Linked DNA regions of Pan troglodytes: region 1 is linked to region 2. The links are chromatin contacts, called in public Hi-C maps. All regions are on one chromosome and are shown on one strand. Each heading gives the region's core, a stretch centred on a gene start, on an enhancer-like site or on the middle of the called end of the contact. The rest is flanking DNA. Distances are from core to core; before and after follow the strand shown. Region 1 holds the start of DPYD (dihydropyrimidine dehydrogenase). Region 2 holds the start of LOC741620.

What was found. A called contact is a pair of places that touch in the nucleus more often than the background predicts.
Region 1: a contact with region 2 is called in a Hi-C map of stem cell-derived neural progenitor cells, with 4 times the contacts expected there. The contact joins the promoter of DPYD here to the promoter of LOC741620 in region 2. A contact is called at or near these places in 1 of 7 Hi-C or Micro-C datasets (stem cell-derived neural progenitor cells) and 1 of 1 datasets of contacts at active chromatin or transcription factors (stem cell-derived excitatory neurons).

What each region holds. Positions count from the first base shown.
Region 1 is chr1:133,253,989-133,260,482 of NHGRI_mPanTro3-v2.0_pri, forward strand. DPYD (dihydropyrimidine dehydrogenase) reads left to right here and starts at 4,591. Exons shown (of 23, transcript XM_513583.8): 1 at 4,591-4,777. The coding sequence starts at 4,739. LOC129144102 (a long non-coding RNA gene) reads left to right here. Exons shown (of 3, transcript XR_008548274.2): 3 at 1-2,206.
Region 2 is chr1:133,131,092-133,137,239 of NHGRI_mPanTro3-v2.0_pri, forward strand. It overlaps LOC741620, which reads left to right and starts at 3,202. Exons shown (of 2, transcript XM_054685215.2): 1 at 3,202-3,493; 2 at 3,496-5,840. The coding sequence starts at 3,256. The coding sequence ends at 3,773. It overlaps MIR137 (microRNA mir-137), which reads left to right and starts at 2,475; the gene lies at 2,475-2,575. LOC129144103 (a long non-coding RNA gene) reads left to right here. Exons shown (of 5, transcript XR_008548277.2): 2 at 2,034-2,142; 3 at 2,265-2,638.

The DNA.
Region 1 (6,494 bases), core at 3,341-5,840, 120 kb after region 2:
CAGGAAGTATATTCATTATTCAGTGCTGTCTGGATGAGGCCCAGTGAGAGCAAGGAAATGAAGCAGGATGGGCAAAGGGAGAAGCTGAACTCTACAGACGTCCCAACATATGTCCCAGCTAATCCCTTGAGGGACCTCTGAAGGTGGAATGGCCCCTAAAAGGTGTCTTGAATTGAGGCAAGGGCCCAGCCTTTAAATTCCCACATCAACTGTCATTGGATATCTGCTACCCCAGGAAAGGGCTTGAACTTCGAGTGAGATGGCTCTCTTAGCCAGGGGCAATTTCCAGAGAGGGACTCAGCAGACAGCTGTCAACCACTAACATTCCCAGGAGCTGAGAGAATGAGTGCCTCAGTTTTGAATGGGTTGGGGGATGGGTGGTGATCTGTGAAGCACATCATAACATCTGCTACAGATAACCAAAAGGGAAAATACATACTTTAAGGCAAGGATATGAAGAACTTGCTCAAATGTAAATGAACTAGAAATTATAAGACAATAAAATTCCAGCAATAAAACAAGAAACCACTTTAAATGCCAGTTCTTGGAATTATGACAATATTAGATGGTGAGAGGAAACCAACAAGGCCAAGGAAAAGACCCCTAAGTAGTAAGGCAAATTATTTCAGGGGACATTCATTCTAAAGGATGTTTTCCCCCTACTTTAAGTTAGATAAGTCTATAAACTTTCCCCTTACACTGCATTTTACCCAAAATCTTTCATAGGCAATCATGCATTAATGACATTTTTCTAGAACGTGGGAACGTGGGCATTGAAAGATTATATGTTTAAATTTGTAATATTTAATTTATATGACACTGTTCAATTTACAAAATACTATTGCATACATTTTGACATCTGACTCTCATAGTAATCCATTCAATTAAACCACTCATTTAAAATCACTAAGCGGCAATTTTTGTTTTTCAGTTAGTGGCTAAAGGTTTGTGGTAACAGAGACAATGTCTCTATGGTCCACTGAGATGTCACTAATGCTTATGACAGTGTCTGAAACAATTGTACTAAAAAATAATTGCTAAATAAATTTATGGGAGAGGTTTGTAGTTTCTCTGTGTTATCTGTGCTTTTTATGGCATTTACATAATACATGCTGATATACTGCATATCTATATATGCAATATGATAGACATGTAGTTGAGCACATTATACTGTTTGTTCCATGAAATATGAACCAACGTATTCCTTTTGGTCTTTTTAACAGGAATGCTGGAAATATTTGGGCCTAACTGATCTTTAGTCATTATCCTACTGGTCAACATGGGTAGGAATTAATTTGGCCCTTGAAAATCAGACAGTGGAAAAAATGCACCTCATGATCATTCAGCCTCTGACTTTTTGGGAGGAAATCATTTTCAAAGAAATGTCCCCCACCAAAAAAAATTTCTTAATGCTACACTGCAAAGGGAAAATAAAGGCATATGGAAATCTGAATTTTTATTGTGTTTCTAAATTTGTAATATTGAATAACTTTTTAGATGTGAAATTAAAGATGACTCATAAGCCCTACTTCTGACTTTGGTAGTAATAATATTCATTTATGTACTGTAAGCTATTAGGTTCAAACATAAGCTGTCTCTCCAAAGCCTACAAAAAATTAATGTGGAACACCTGATATTTCACTGTGCTTCCAGATGGAGGGACAGCTTGACAAACGCCATCATAATTTACAACTTTTAAAAAGTGTGGTGCAAATGCATTTGCAGTAAAAGCTTTAAACAGCTTGCATTATTTACAGGTACAACTGTGTTTAATGTGCAATTTCAATGAATTTAAAATATTATTAGATTCAATCACTGATCACAGAGCATAGGTGTGGCATGTGAGCAATGTGATTAGATGCCTTAATTAATATGTCAGAACAGGATACATCTGTTTGATGAAGTTGGGGGGATGGTAAATAGCATTTAAATTTTATATTTGATTATTGACTATCACCGATGAAACTCTTATCTTTGGAAAACCAGCATATTTTGGACTTATCCTCTATAGTTGTTTAGGAGAATTATAACAGAAAACGAATATGAAAATACACTGTATAACTCTTACAGATAACTTGGATTCTTGTACACATAAATTAACTATCAATTGCTAACTGATAAGATGTATGTTAAAGTGTAACCTGAAAGAGCAATAAGCCTGTATCCCTGTAAGTTAGGAAATTGAACATTGAACCTGACTGATTAAATTGGGGAAGAAATCATATGTATTATAATTATATATATTTGTAAATTTATATATGTTTATGTGTGTATATCTTTTCTCAATATATACATATGTGTGTATATGTATGTATGTATTTGGGTGTTTATATGTGTGTTTATATATATAGACTGATAGAAAAATAGATATAGATAGATTTATCTATCTCTCTATATCTCCAAGAGGATCTAGAGTAAGTGGGTAAGGTGTGGTTGTAGGGAGATGCAGGAACATCTGACTTTGGAACATTACTCCATGAAAAGATAAGTAGTTATTTTGACCCATTTTAACTACAAATTCATTGATAGATATTGTGACCTATTGCTCAGCAGTAAGTAGGACAATGAGAATATGTGATGCAGAGAAACTAAAGTTTCTAAAATGAACTGCCCAGTGTATAAACGAATGTACTCTGTTCATTCAATCACCAAGTGTTCTTGGTCTCTTATGCTTCAGTCCTGAGCTAGGAACTGAGTATCCAGTAAGCAACAAAAGTACACATGGGCCCCCTCTTCCTGGAGCTTCCTCTCTAAATAGAAGACATATATTAAATGAGTCACATTCAAATAAATATTTAAACAACATTTGAAAAGTCTATGAAGACGAAATATAATGAAAAAGACAGAGTGGGTGTAATTTTGTTGGTGATGGGGTTAGATCATAAAGGCTTCAGTGAGACCTAAATGATGAGTAGAAGGGGAAGAAGAGCTCCAAGTGGAGGGCAATGTGCAAAGGTAGAGAAGTGGATGGAGGATGAGAAGATTACCTTGTGGTTGGAACATAATGAGTCAGGGCAAGAGAGGCGGAGAAGCGGAGTAGAGCAGGTTATTCAGCGGTTACTAGGGAGTTTGTATTATATTCTGACTGCAATGGACCATTGAAGGATTTATACCATGGGTATCTGGGTGTGTGGATGTATCTTTGTATGGCATGAGCCAGTTAATACTTTCTAAAGCTCAATCTGGTATGGATATGAGGTAAGAATAGAAGCTAGAATACCAGTAGCTTGGACCATGGTGGATGCAGCAAAATGGAGAAATGAATGATTCAAAATCTATTTAGGAGGTTGACTTCTGAGAGTTTGGGCATAGATTAAATGAGGCAATAAGGATAAAGGAGTCAAAGATGATTTTAAGGTTTCCATTTAACTTTCTAGTGTCTGTTAATATTTGATTCAAGAAAAATGTATCTGTCTTTTAGTAATTTCCAGGTTCTGGAAGGTAATCTGATGGTTTGTTCAGAGAAGCCTTCTCAACCACACAAGGTACCCATACCCTAGTTATTCTGTCCTATTTTTCTTTTATCTTACAAGCAGGCATCACATTTTCTTACTTGCTTATTTTGAGTATAATCTCCATGACAGTGATGTGTATTCTTGAAGACTATATCCGGAGAACCTAGCACAGTGTCTGTGTCTGGCATATTGAAAATGCTCAATAAACATATTCGTTGAATAAAACGATGAATGGACTAATGAAAAAATAATAAGGGAGAAATACTTGACTCCAAGGTGTCACTACCTAGCCAAGTGCATGAAGGAGTGCCGCAAATGTCCTAACGGAAGTAGAAAGTGTTATGGTAGAAGAGAGGTGGGATGCATCTAACAGGGGTGGGGGGGAGGCGGGGAGAAAAGGAGAGAGGTCTGGAGTACACATATCCTCAAAAAACGAGGTGAATGTTTTCTGGATTGGGACCAACTCTACAGGAAATCTCTCCCTTCTCCTCAGCAAGCTCTAGAGCAAAAACGAAGAGCAACTTTTCAAAAGAGTTTCACGTTTTAGAATAAAAAATATTTTAAAAAATAACCATTAAAATGAGACTTTCCTGCAAAAAGACAACCTTGATTATGTACCACCTGCAGCACTTCCTGTATGCTGCTGCGGGCTGTGGATGTTTTTGCTCGCCTCCCTCCCCTCCCCGCAGGGGCTGTGAACTCTCAGAAGACCGGTGCTTTGGTATCCTCCACTGCAGCTCAAACCCCGCCCACCTACTTGGTGGATGGATGGAGGAACATCTACTATTTCATCCTTGAGGAGTTCCTGAAAATGCAGTTGCCCCTCAAACAATGTATCTACATCTCGCGGGGTTTCTGTGGAAGAAAAGAAAAAGTGCAAGTTGTTGCTTGGAGCGCGGACTGCTTTTACCTTTGCCCGGGGATCCCTCCTATCTGGCCCCGCCTGCCTAGCTCAGTTTTTAGCAGTTTAGAGAGTAAAGGCCAGTCCCCAGAGCGGGTGCTCTACTCCCTCCCTCCCTTCTGCTTGCAGGCTGGGGCGCGGAGCGGGCTGAACGGGGAAGGCCGGGCTGCGGCTGCCGTGCCTGGCGCGGGAGCCGCAGGACCGAGAGCGCAGCCCCGCCCCGGGGGCGTTGCCGCCCCGCGCCCGCTCCGCCCCCGCGTCGCCGGCCCTAGTCTGCCTGTTTTCCACTCGCGCTCCGGCTGCTGTCACTTGGCTCTCTGGCAGGAGCTTGAGGACGCAAGGAGGGTTTGTCACTGGCAGACTCGAGACTGTAGGCACTGCCATGGCCCCTGTGCTCAGTAAGGACTCGGCGGACATCGAGGTACGGACTTCGCGCCGGCTCGTCGGTGGTGGCGGGGTGGTGGGGAGTGCTCTGCGGGTAGGTGCCGGGGAGGCCCCCGCGGCCCCCGCACCCCGGAGAGTGAGAGACGCGGGAAAGTTTCCCCCGTGGGAGCTCTGCGGGGGAGCGGAGGAGCGCGGAGCCACAGGCCCGCGTGGGCAGGCGGGGAGCTCAGGGGAGGACTTTCCGCTACTGGAGGGGTTGCCCTTTGCATCGGGACCTGTTTACTTCGGAAGAGATTTGAGGAAGCCTGTCTTGTCCTCCTCTGAATGTCAGTGACTGAAGAAGCACTGGAGTTCCAGAGAGGTGGACTCTAGGGGGTAGGAGTGCCCATTTCCCACACGTTCTACCCCTTCACCTCCTGTATGTCGTTTCTGGACACCTCCACTGCCCCTATCTCCAATAGCTGAATCCTGCTATTTGCAAAGGTGAAGCATAGAAATAAAACATCTGTGTGTCAGCTGTAGCAGTCGCCTCTAGTCATAGTATTGTTTATGAAATAATTTAACATGGAGAGAATGGAACGAAGTATTCAGAACATGAAAAATGCAGTGCCCTCAGAAAAACTAACTGTATTTTTCTCTCCTCTCAACGGTTTTTGATTCCCTCTTGCACTCCGTTTCTGTTAAAAAAATCTTCTTTTATGTAAATAAGGTCCTACCTGAAACGACATGGCATTTCCTTTCTCTCTAGTATCTTAATATATGCGATGAAAAGGATTTAATTATAAACAGTGATTTTACACATACTAAACCTAGGTCAGCACTTTTGAGCTAAGACAAACTGATTTTTAGTTTTCTGTTTTGTTTGGGGCTTTTCTTTATTTGAGTCTTCTACTCTGGTAGAAAATTATGTGTGTGTGTGTGTTTTCTTTAGAAATAACAAAATTTTCCTTTCGTCAGTCCTTTTGGCGGCCTAAGTAAAAGTTTTGCAAACCACCTGTTTGCAAAATAGCTGCTTTTGCCACATTTTGCCTCCGTAATTGAAGAAACTTTATATTCTGGGAGGAAGTAGTCCTGTTTTCTCCAGGCTCCATAACTTGGTTTGAAAAATCATTTTAGTAACAAGAGCCAAAGTGTATTATGTGGACATCTTTGGTTAGTTTACTTTTGGTTTCTGTTATGGAGAGTTGACTTTTTGATATTGAGCAATATGATATATTTAACAAATATTTGTTCATCTGTGTGCAGGATAATAGATACTTGTCTTTTTCTATATTTCATTTAGGGTAGTCTATTCCTTTTTGGTCCTTGTGACTTTGACTTAACTTTTAAAAAAATTTTAGTTACTAAGTCGAAAAACAAGCTTCTGACAGTATTAAGGCAGTATTGATTTAAGATATCGGAGTTGTCTTAGGATGGGTGGCTTTTGGCTCTTTAATTTCAGAATGGTGTGTTATCTGCTTAACTGATTTCTTTCTCTGCAGTTGTCTTTGAAATCAGTTCTTACATTCTACTGAGGAGAAAGATGCCAGTGAAACATTGAATGCCAAGCTTGATTTCATATATTGTTTCAACTAAGAACGTTTAAGAAGTCCATCCTTCCCACTCCCTCCACTCAATTCAACCTTAGTCTATATGGCCAGTTTGCCTAATATTACTTTTAATCTAGATTGCTGGTGTTCAAACACCTTCAGCTCTTATGTAGTTCATATGTGCAACACTTTAATCAGTAACATCTTTCATCACTCACAGCATCT
Region 2 (6,148 bases), core at 1,952-4,451:
CTGATGGTATTGGGCTTTTTCCCTTTTTTGTTTTTGTGTGGAGGGTGGAGAAGGGGGGGAGGGTGGATGGGTGGGGGAAATCCGACAGCTTAAGGAGGCTTGAATTGAATATGCACCCAGCGGCAGTGGTCTCGTAGGAAATGGTGTTCTCGTAAGTCAGGCTGCCCCGCTCAAGCACGAGAGAGCTTTGGTTAGAGCTCAGAGCGTCAGTTCTGCTGCGAGTGCTGCCGGCAGTCGGCCCGGGTTGAGCTGTCCACTCGTCCAGGTGCTGAAGCTGGTGGAACATTGGGTAGGTAGGGAAAAGGCTGGCACTGCTACTTGGGTAGAAAGAAAGCATATCAACTGCGTTGTTCTAGTTTCTTAAAGCGTGTGAGTCTGTGGGTCAGTGTGTGTATATATTTTATTTTAATTGTGAGGAAGCAAAACTGAAGGAGACTACTTGGAAAGCATTGAAAAGCTGTGTGGGTATTTATGCTGTGATTCTGATGCCCTGTGTATTGGGGTGTGTGTGTGTGTGTGTGTGTGTGTGTGTGTGTGTGCCTCCCTTGACCATCCTTTTGAGTTTATAACGTTCCATTTACTAAATCCAAGCCTATCTGTATAGTGTGTTTCTTGTTTTCCTTTTAATATTAGTTGAGATTTAAATAGAAGAGTGCAGAAGCAAATGTACACTTTGCTCATAGACTATTGCATTACTTTCCCTAAGGGCTTTTGTTTCTAGGAGTTCAAGCTGAAGAGAACCTGTCAGCTTTCTGAATTTTTTTTTTTTGTCTAGCACCAGAGAAAAGCTCCACTTTATACCTATGTTAGGTAACAACAGAAAATAGTGCTTATTTATTTGTTTTATTGGTATCTGTCTTTTTGTAAGTGGTGTACTTAAGAGTTATCTGAAAATAATGTAAAACGGTCTGGTAGTTGGGCTATATTGGTTTTCTTTCTAGTTATTTTAGGTTCAGACATTATATATTAAACATCTATTCATAAAACCTAGAATTCATTTTGATTTTTCCATCTGTAAGTAACATGTCAAGAAAATGATGAGTTGGTGTGCCTGGAGAAGTATTATAATTTTTTAAAAAATAAGAGCAAACACAACCTAAGCACCTTAAATTGCAACCAGGTCAGTTAGAGATGAGTTGTGGTAGTGGGAGAGATTCTGTTATATAATTACTCCTTGATGAAGAGCTATTTGCACTTACATAATTTGGGAAATCATAATGTCTATTGCCATGTTTCCATATTCCCCCCCATTCCCCTTACATGGATGTACTTTCATGTATTTGAGAGTAAAGGAGAAAGCAAATTGAGAACTTTCTAATGAAGCTACACCATGTCTTGGGTAGTGACGTTGCACTTGTCCATTTTATTTAGTGAACAATAAACCCCCATTATCAGAATATCCACTGCAGGATCTTAAGACAAAGCTTTTCCAGTAAGAGCCATATTGATCATCAAAGAATCACAGAGATTCTCTCTCTGAATGCCAAAATTACAGTCACTTTGCAAATGAGTTTTTATTGGCTTTTTCTTCTTAAAATAATATTTATGAACACAGAGCTTCAAAGGTTTTTCTGTAGAGGTGTCCACAACAGCTGTACAGCAATGCATTTATAGTATATATTTTAAAAGTGTGCTATGAAATTAAACATTGTAGTGATATAAAATGATGCTTAAATCATAGAAAGTCTACCAGCTTGTCAACTCAGTGAGTTTTGACACTATGGAAAATGGGTTTAATTACTGTGTGCCTTCAAGCTTTTTTTTTCTTTAAAAATCATTGTGTTGTATAGCTATAAGGCCTTCAAAGGAAAGATGCCTATTTTTGTACATCTATAAGTATTTGATTTCAAGTAGTAAATTGAATGAGTGTTTATTTTCCATGATCTTGGGCTTGAGAAAAGTGCATTTCCAAAACACACTACTGAAAATTTCACCCATGCATGACCTATCTTTATTTAAGCCTCACTTCTTCCCAAAGCCGTCTAGGCAAATATATTTGTATTTGTGTGGGTAACTATTCACGTCTCTTACAGGGTTCTCTGGCTGCCATGGCACTCAATCAAACCACCTAGAGTGGACTGGCCGAGACCAGACTGGGTACCAAGCAGAGAAGTGCAGAGGAAAGCACTGGGAGAGCACCAGGTAAACTGAAGGTTACTTGTCACTCCCTCTTGTGCCCAAAAAGCCTTGCCACATCTTCCCTCCTCACTGGAAAGACAGCACTCTTCTGTGTTAAGTATTTGATTTTGTGATTTGTCTTTCAGAATTGGAAATAGAGCGGCCATTTGGATTTGGGCAGGAAGCAGCCGAGCACAGCTTTGGATCCTTCTTTAGGGAAATCGAGTTATGGATTTATGGTCCCGGTCAAGCTCAGCCCATCCCCAGGCAGGGGCGGGCTCAGCGAGCAGCAAGAGTTCTGGTGGCGGCGGCGGCGGCAGTAGCAGCGGCAGCGGTAGCAGCGGCAGCGGCAGCTTGGTCCTCTGACTCTCTTCGGTGACGGGTATTCTTGGGTGGATAATACGGATTACGTTGTTATTGCTTAAGAATACGCGTAGTCGAGGAGAGTACCAGCGGCAGGGGGGCAGCGGCCGCCCTCCCCAGCCCACCAGCTGGCCACTAAACGCCCGTGGTTGCCAAGGTAGCACTTTCTTGTTCTTTTCATTTCCTCGGGTGTTTTCGCACTGGTTCCACCGGAAAGGCTGTGCGCTGCGCCTCTGGTGACCAGGACTGGAAAATGGGTTCGCGCAGGGGGCGGGGGGCGAGGTGAAGGGGATGGGCGGGGAGCGGAAGGGGGTCCGTTCCCCCGAGCCTGCGGGGCGGTTCGGCGTTCCCAGTCCGCTCCTCTCCTCTCCACGGTGGGGTGCGGCTGGAGGGAGAGACGCGGACGGGGCGATTTTCTAAAGTTGGGAACGACTGAAAGGCCTTGAGCAGTTTGGGAGCGTCGCGAGTGAGGCGCCGAAGCTGGGCAGAGGGTCGCTGGGGGCTGCCTCCGCAGAAAGGGCGTGTCCGTGGGCGAAGGTGCCCCCGCAAGCCTGCGGAAGCGCGTGACTTCGCGAATCCCGGGCCCGGGGCGGTGCCGGAGCCCCACCCCCGGCCGGCCGCGCTGCTCCGCAACCAGACTTGGCGGCCGAGCTGGGGAGGGGGCGGGGGCCCGGGGGCTGGGTCCCCGCCGAACTTCCAGATCGGAAGTGTGGCGGGTCTCTCAGGAACGCATATTTTCTTTTCGGATTCTCCGAGAAGGGGTGGAGTAACAGGATGGGAACCGGATTGGTTGCAGTGTGGCACAGACCTGGAACCTTCCTGAAAGAGGTTGGGGCAGGCAGTGACTGTTCAGACGTCCAATCTCTTTGGGACACCTCTTCAGCGCTGTCTTCCCTGCCTCTGCCTTTAGGACGAGTCTCAAACACCAACAAACGCAAGGCACGTCCCCCCTCTCAGGTCAGCTGCGAAGGCATGGGAGCAAGAGAGAGCCTCTCCCTCCTTCTACTTAGAGTTTTTGTTTGTTTGTTTGTTTGTTTCAAATATTAATGGAAGATAAAACAACACGGATTTGTCACCTCCTAGCGAAGGGGAAGCCACCGCCACCACACCCCTCAAGCATGCCCGGGCACTCCTGGGGACAATCGGACGTGGCAGGAGTTGGCATGCCCAAGATGAAGCTGGGAAGGATGACCCAGAGTGGAAGGCGTGGGCTGGGGCTCCAGGTCTCAGCTCTCGCCAGCGTCGGACCACACAGCTTTGCCAGCTTTGCACCTTGCCTTTCCTTCTTGTGAGGCATCTGGGACCGTCCTATCAAGGCGCTTCAAAGGTGGAAGGACAGAGTGCTGGGGACAAGAACGTACCAGGCGCCCAGAAGATTCCACTAGCGCGGCCAAACACTAAGACCAGGTTTCCTCCCTGCGTGGTGGTCGTTGGTTGTGCACGGGCTGCGCAGGAAGACTGAATTCCTGAGAAATGGAAACTGCATGAGAAAAATCAAATAAACTTAGAGGCCTGTGAAGCTCTCCCTCTTGTCGCTCTGGGACCGCTCTAAGCTGAGCTACATCTCAGATACCTTCTCCCCCTGGAGGATGGGCCTTTCTCAGGCACGAAGTGCGTGTGCCCCACTGGGCTCTTGCCCACAAGAGCAGTCTGAACCCTGGAGAGGCTGACACCGAGGTGTCTTGAAGGAAGCAGGCACACTCTCATGCTTCCCCACCTAGGGTTTTGCCTTTCTTCTAATATTTAGGATTCCCAGTGAAGGGTACTCCACACACACCCTCTCCCTACCCCTAATCCCACCCCATTGTGTCTGATCCCACAATTACTCCCAGGGTATCTATACTCAACAGCTTTTGCGCTCAAAGAACATTGTCGTCTGCAGGGAACGGGTGGAGCCCTTCTCAGAAGCTCCCGGGGGCGAGTCCATTTTAAGAATGAGTTGAAGTAGGAAAGAAAACACAGATGCTGTCTTTGCATTCGACATTCTATCACCAGCAAGAGAATATGTAACTCCTGTTCTTTCCTTCATTATTCCATGAATTACCTTTTTTCTCTAGGGATCTACCAGTTGGTGATTTAGGGCTTTTAAATATTATGCTTGTTATGTATTTAACAAAATGCAATATGTCTACTGGTGGCATTGTTTCCTTGGGAAATTAGAAAAGTAGAAACTACATACTCTAGTTCCTAGGTGGTCTCTGGAAAGTTGGCCTCATGCTGGTTGGCTAAATAATAAGTGTTTAGGATTTGAAAGGAAGAAAGAGAGCTGAAGGCCTGGTGACAGAGTTTGTGAGAAACAGAAGATGTAACACTCTGGCATTTGTTGAGGGGATGAGGTAGAACTTTTGAAAAATAAGCTATTCTATTCAGTTTTGTGCAAATTTATTGCAGTTGCTTCATAGAGGAAGAATAATGTTTAGAATGGAATAATTGCAAATGCTAGTGATGAAATCTAAAGGAAACCTCTACTCATAGTTAACTGAAAGTATTTTTGTTGTTGTTGTTTAAATACTTATCTCATTGCTTTCTTTCCTTTGCAGAATTATTTTCCTATAATAGTTTCCATTAGGTGTCAGTCTGAACTGGTTCTTACTTAAGTTAGGGGTGAAAATGTTCCATCATCACACCTTTTAAGATAAGAAAGTGGGAAAAATTAAAGCTGTATTAAGTTGAAATTACTGGAGTTAATTTTTATTGTTAAAGGCAGCTTTTTTCTTCCCAGAAAAAATAATTTTAAATTATGTCGCCACTAGTCAATGACTGCTTTTGCCCTGTCACTGTCCATAGCCATGATTAAAGAAGTACAAAATGCTTGTTTGTGCTTTTCATGCTAGATCCAAGTAGTGTTAAGTAGTCATAATTTTTGGATGGCTTTTCAATTGATGTCCTAAGACTAGAAGGGTAAGCAGCCTTTTCTAATATTTCTTTTGCTTTACAAAGGTGATAGAAATTTTTCCTGAAAAAAGGAACATGGATTCAGCTTAAGCTGTTCATTTGACAATACTGAGGGCACAGTAAAGGAGGAGGGAGACAAATTGTGAAAATTCCTTTTGTCCACTAGTTTTACTTTAATAAATCCTGCTTAAATACTCAGAATTTATGAACACAATTTATGATGTATAGGTGGGAGATTTTAGGTCGCCCATTTAAATTTATATAATGTCTATAAATGGTCAATTTTATACTATAATATTCATTAATAAGCATAAGAAACATCATCTTGATTGGTCATTTGCTACTGAGTCCCGAGTAAGTAGCTTGATAGAAACTGCATTTTTCAGAAAATTTGCTTATTTTATTCTTTGTATTTGTGAATTCTGTTCTGATGTTGTTGCTTGAATAAAATTGTGGGGAGTGGTGATGGTATTCGTGGTTAAAGATCCATAGAGCATTATGACAACCCCATGAACTTTCCCTGAGGCCATTGTGAGCCCTAGAATGATGTGGCTCTTGGTGTCAGAGCAATGCCAATCTAGAACCAGAACAGAGGTCCCAGTGAAAGTCCAAGCAAAGGCAAGCAATGATGAAGTAGCATTTTGATGGAAGGAATATTCCAAAAACCCTATTATCAATTTTTGTCTTATTATATTCCACATTAGTCATGAGAAATTTTCAAATATAAAAATAGACAACAAAATTAGAGATGATGGGTATATTGGGAAACATT